Regions from separate parts of the Sus scrofa genome. Here region 2 is linked to region 1. A link is a contact called in public promoter capture Hi-C data. All regions are on one chromosome and are shown on one strand. The core of a region is the stretch at or near the end of the contact, and the rest is flanking DNA. Distances in the headings are between cores, read along the strand shown. Region 1 holds the start of EIF2B5 (translation initiation factor eIF-2B subunit epsilon). Region 2 holds the start of EPHB3 (ephrin type-B receptor 3).

The links. Promoter capture Hi-C pulls out the DNA fragments that hold promoters and counts their contacts.
Region 2: a promoter capture Hi-C map of fetal skeletal muscle shows a contact between it and region 1, with 4 times the contacts expected there. The contact joins the promoter of EPHB3 here to the promoter of EIF2B5 in region 1. A contact is called at or near these places in 1 of 5 promoter capture datasets (fetal skeletal muscle) and 5 of 47 Hi-C or Micro-C datasets (embryonic fibroblasts, heart right ventricle, mesenteric adipose tissue and 2 more).

The regions. Positions count from the first base shown.
Region 1 is chr13:122,059,019-122,061,797 of Sscrofa11.1, forward strand. It overlaps EIF2B5 (translation initiation factor eIF-2B subunit epsilon), which reads left to right and starts at 1,390. Exons shown (of 16, transcript XM_021069943.1): 1 at 1,390-1,683. The coding sequence starts at 1,483. LOC106507270 (a long non-coding RNA gene) reads right to left here and starts at 464. Exons shown (of 3, transcript XR_002337773.1): 1 at 337-464.
Region 2 is chr13:122,466,237-122,469,015 of Sscrofa11.1, forward strand. EPHB3 (ephrin type-B receptor 3) reads left to right here and starts at 1,325. Exons shown (of 16, transcript XM_003358733.5): 1 at 1,325-1,917. The coding sequence starts at 1,806.

The DNA of each region.
Region 1 (2,779 bases), core at 140-2,639:
TGAGTACCACCGGTCCAGCTGCTGCCCCAAAGGGAAAACAACAAATCTCAGCCCTTCCAACCCCAAATCCTGACGTGCAACACAGCCCTCGGGTGGGAACAAATTGTGCAGAAACTTTGCAGGATGGTGGAATTCCAACGAAAAGAGTGAGGTACCTTGCAGGAAAGCTTCTTGCCCACCAAAGGACACCCAACCCGCCTCACCTCGCTTCCACCACATCCCCGAGGTCCCAAGCTTCAGCAGGCCTGGCTTACCAGCTCAGCCACTGCCTCTTTCCCCAAATGCTGCTGCTCCTCGAGCACCTTTGCACTTCTGTCACCAAGGTTTGCTGCTTACCTTGGGGATCTACTCAATTTTATAGTATTCTTGGGAGTTCCCATCGTAGAGCAGCAGAAAGGAATCCTAGTAGGAACCACGAGGATGCAGGTTCGATCCCCAACCTCACTCAGTGGGTTAAGGATCCTGTGTTGCCGTGACCTGTAGTGTAGATCGCAGACGCGGCTTGGATCTGGCGTTGCTGTGGCTGTGGTGTAGGTTGGCAGCTCTAAGTCCTATTTGACCCCTATCATGGGAACCTCCATATGCCGTGGGTGTGGCCCTAAAAAGACAAAAGACAGAAAAATAATAATACAGTGTTCTTGGACCCACTCCATGGGGTTTCAATAAATGCTTGACATGCTGAATGAATGAATGAAGATGTCAAAAAATAGTAAATTTTTGGCCATGCAAAACTTGGCAGAAAGATTGTAGAGCTATGACGTCTTACAGATTGGGTTCCAATACCAGTTCTTCCATCTACTAGCTGAATGAACTTCATCCCACTGAGAGTTCCAGAAATGTTTGTTGAATGAATGAGTAAAAGGTTCTCCAAGATGTGTGACGAAGTAAGTGCAATAACGCTTGTATCATTCCTGTCCACAATCAGCGCTTTACCAGAGTTACTACTCTCTCTACTATTCCGCGTTCTGTATTCACATAGACTGTTAGTCCCCTGAGGGATAGGAATGTCTGACTCAGTTCTGAATTCCCCAAGGTGCCAGGTCACATTAGGTGACGAGAATAAAGACGGAGGACCACAATTTTTGAGGTGCTCAGGTGGCTGGGGTGGGGGGGTGGCAGAGAAAATTACACATCCAGAAAGGTTCTGGCCGTTTCGCAAAGACCAGAAGTCTCATTATCCCGCAAGAACCTCAGCTTGCTCACGTACAAATGACGGCCGACTCTACTTGCCAATAGACTCTGCAGTCCATAGGACCCCAGGCCCAGGCGCCTCAACAGGTCACCTTCCGCAGCGCTGGGCCGCAGACCTCACTCCTCCCTGCCCAACCTCTGGGCTGAGGAAGACGCATGCGCACTCCTCTCTCCGCGGCTCCTCCCGCCCTTCCTTCTCTAGTCCTTCGCGTTTCGAGTGCTAGGTCTTTTTGTCCCTTACTGCTTGCCGTGTCAGTTTCCGTGCGGAAGTGGTGGCCGTGAGAGAAGAAGATGGCGGCTACTGTGGTGGCGCCGCCTGGTCCGGTGCCTGGTCGAGCCAACAAGCGCAGCGGCAGCGGACAGGGTGGCGGCGGCGGCGGCGGGGGGGCAGCCAGAGGGGCAGAGGAGGAACCGCCGCCGCCCCTACAAGCAGTTCTGGTGGCCGACAGCTTCAACCGCCGTTTCTTCCCTATCTCCAAGGACCAGCCTCGGGTGAGCGCCGCACGCTTGGAAGCTGCCAGAGGGCCTGGAGGTGGCGGGGCTATAGCAAGTTATCCCTTCGGCTTCCTGGTGAGGCGGGCTCTGGAAGGACTTGTGTCCACTCTCTCTCTCAGAAATCGGGTTTATCTGATTATGAGGAAGGCGAGGAGACCGTCTAAAGCCCTGACGATTGCCTGACCAAGTGAGTGGCTGGCAGATTTGAGCACTCGTCGTGCTGTCCACCTCAGGTTTGGGAGCTCTGCAAAGGGCTGATGCAGAAGCAGTGCTTGTGAGAAGCCTTCATTCTGGGATTCAGTGCCTCAAGAGGAGGCTGCGCTGGCTTTATGCAGAGGATAATAAGATCGAGTGATGAAAGGGAATGTCACCTCCTTTTGCCTCCAAAAGGGAGATCATATTGTCGTCCCCCCCCCCAAAAAAAAAGAGCAGACTTGTATAGTGTGGTTTTTTTGGTGTTTCGTTTTGTTTTGTTTTTGTCTTTTTGCCATTTCTAGGGCCTCTCCCGCGGCATATGGAGGTTCCCAGGCTAGGGGTCTAATCGGAGCTGTAGCCACCGACCTACACCAGAACCACAGCAACACGGGATCCCAGCCGCATCTGCCACCTACACCACAGCTCATGGCAACAACGGATCCTTAACCCACTGAGCAAGGCCAGGGATCAAACCCATAACCTCATGGTTCCTAGTCGGATTCGTTAACCACTGAGCCACGAGGAGAACTCCAAGTGTGCTTTTTTTTCTTCCCAGGTTTTAATGAGAGCCAATGCCATATGTCAAAAGAAGAACAGAACGGGTTTAATGGCTGGTTGCCAACATCCCTGCATTGTCTAGAAGCTGGGGAATTGGCCTCAGCTAGTCCTAGGGATTGCTGGGTCACTCAGCAGTCCCCAGTTCAAAGAAAGGGACTTGGCATTCAATTCAGGAAAAGTCCTCTTTGACTCTTCACTTCCTCCAAATAGTCTAATGACTGTTTATTTTGGACAAGTGATGGGGATGACTAGCCCTTGCCTCTTAGAAAAGGATCAAGAAAAGAAATTTTAGGAGTTCCCATCGTGGCGCAGTGGTTAACGAATCCGACTAGGAACCATG
Region 2 (2,779 bases), core at 75-2,574, 410 kb after region 1:
TTTGTTTGTAAAATGAGGCTATAATAATATCTACCTCTCAATAAACAAGACCAGTTTTGTTTTTTCAGAGTGGTTATTGCACTTTGTAAATGTGTGTTGAACAAATGGGGTAGATGTCCATCTGCCCAATCCAGAAACCTGGAGGGTTCTCCTTAATGTCTCCACTTACCACATAACCTGGGAACCTCACAATCGCAAATCCCATGAACTCTGCCTCCTGAAATATCTTAGACCTGCCCACTTCTCTCCCTCTCCATGCCACCGCCCTGGTCCAAGCTACCATCTTCCTCTGACTGCCACACAGCTTCCTCTGTTCTCCCTGTTTCTACCCTTACCTCCTCCCATTCTTCCTTCCCAGAGCAGCCACGTTAATCTGACAAATAACGCCTCTGCTTCAGACCCCAGCTCTCAGGAAGGCCTTATGAATCTAAAAAACATTCCTCTGGTTCCCCATACCTACTTCCAAGCTTCCTTTTGGCGCCTCTCAGTCTCTAACTCTACACTTTAGATATTCTGGACTTCTTTCAGCTTCTGCCAATAAATATCAGTTTTTCTCACCCCTGGGACTTCACCAAAGTGTGTTTGCCCTGCCTGAAACTGCCATCCTGCCACCCAGGGCACATCCTTCACCTGCCACTCATCTTTCATATTTCGGCTTGAATGTCATTTCCTCAGGGCCAGGCACAGCCACCCCTCTCACATGTGCTCCAGCAACTCTGTCCTTCTTGCATAACAATACCTGTTAACACTCTGTTGTGATGATTTCATTCCTGCCACCAGTAAACTAGCTCCAAGAGAAAACCTGTGTCTTCTCCATTGCTGTATGGCCAGAAGTTACTGGACTCTTTGGCGCAAAGAATGATGAAATACATAGCTGAATGAATGAATGAATATATAAACAAGCGTGGGAAGTGTTGCTAGGACGCCCACTTGGTTGTACCTAAGCTGAGTTTAGTCAGGGTCTAAATGCTCCTGGAAAGACAGCCACATGAGGGCGCCCCCGGCTCGTTGTATGAGGATGGCACCCCTTCGGACTCAGGTTCGGGTACTAATCGCCACTGGGCAGCAGGAGGCGGGTTTCTCCCTCTGCTCCCTCTGATGGACAGTATCGCTCCGCCCAATCTAATTCATCTTTTCCCTGGCCCCGCCCACCCCAGGCCTCAGAGAGTCTGAGGGTGGGCGTGATTGAGGCGCCGCCAACTGAACTCCTGCAGAGTGCTCTCGAGGCCGAACCAACGCGCCTGGCGGTCCGTGAGTGGCGGCCAGCGGCTAGGGGCGGGACCTGGGCGGTGACAGGCAGGAGGCCGGCCCCGCCCCTCTCGCCCAGAGCGGCCGCGCCAGCGCTGGGGACAGCAGAAGTGAGTACGTGAGCGGCGCAGCAAGAACCCACCTCGGACCCCGGCCGGCGCGCGCACCCGGAGTCGCGGATCCGAGTCGGGCCCGCAGCAGACCGCTGGATTACAGTGCACACCGAACTGCCATCACTTGCGCCCTCCGCCCCGGCGGGTCTCTCCGAGTCCTCTGGCTCCGAGCTCTCCAAGCGCCCCGGATCCTCCTGGACCGGTCCGTCCAGATTCCCCCGGGACCGACCTGCTTGTATCCCCCAGCATCGCCCGGGTCAGGGTGCCGCCTCGGTCCCGGAGCCGCCCTCCTGGATCGCACCGTCTCCTTGTCTGGATCTCCTGGGACCGTGCGCAAGCTTACTTCGGAGCCCACCGAACGAACCTTTCCGCGTGTGTCCGCAGCCCCGCCGGCGCGGCCCGGCCCGGCGCGGCCCGGCTCGGCTCCCGGAGCCCGCCCTGGCCATGGCCCGAGCCCGCCCGCCGCCGCCGCAGCCGCCGGGACTCTTGCCGCTGCTCTCTCCGCTGCTGCTGCTGCTGCCGCTGCTGCTGCCCACCGGCTGTCGGGCGCTGGAAGGTGAGTGGCGTCGGGGGGCGAGTCCAGGGGTTAAGGTGTCCGGGGTCGCCGTAGCGTGGCCCGGGGAGGGGCCGCGGTGTGGGTTCGATGCGGGCCGGGCGCACGTCGGAAGAGGCTCGGTCACTCACGCCTTCTCCGGGAGCTGGAGGATGGGGTGGGGAGGACGCCCCCGGAGCCGCCTCGGAGGCTCCAGCAGCCTCTGAGGCCGGCGGTCCGCCAGGTTCGGGATCGCGGGCAGCTCGACTGGGGCGAGCGTCCCCGATAGTCGTGGCCGGGCTATGAGCTTTGTGAGAGGACCCCGCACTCACGGCAGAGGAGCTGGGGGCCCTTGGCGCCTCCCGGAGCCAAGGAAGTGTGGGCGACCCACCAGGAAAAGCGGGGGCTCTGAGGCTGGTGCGGGGCTGTGGCGGGTGGGGGCGAAGCGGGGCTCCCCAGGTTGGGGGTCGGCGTTGGTTAGGAACACGTTGGAGTTAACTGCGAGAGCGCGAGTGCCTGCACCCCGCTTTGTCAGGGGATGGCTGCGGGGGTGGAGAGGCGGGGGCCTGTTATTGTTTACGGTTTACCGAGCGCCAACTACACCAGAGGTGCTGTGTGCACGAACGTTGCACACTGCTCTGCGGCTCCCCCGCCGCCTTATAATGGGGCACCCCGCGTCTCCACTGAGCCCCTGAGATTGTCGGGTTTGTCCCGGGTAACGCGGGAGCCGGTGCCTTACCCTTAGCCGGTGGGGAAAGGCCGGCTTCTAGACGGGTTCTGTGAAACCCGCCCAGACTGCCGCTGACGGGGTAGCTCCAACTTCCCGACGACTGAGCTTGGAAGAACTGCCCAAGCGTTGTTGCCTCTGGTGGGAGAGCTCACACAC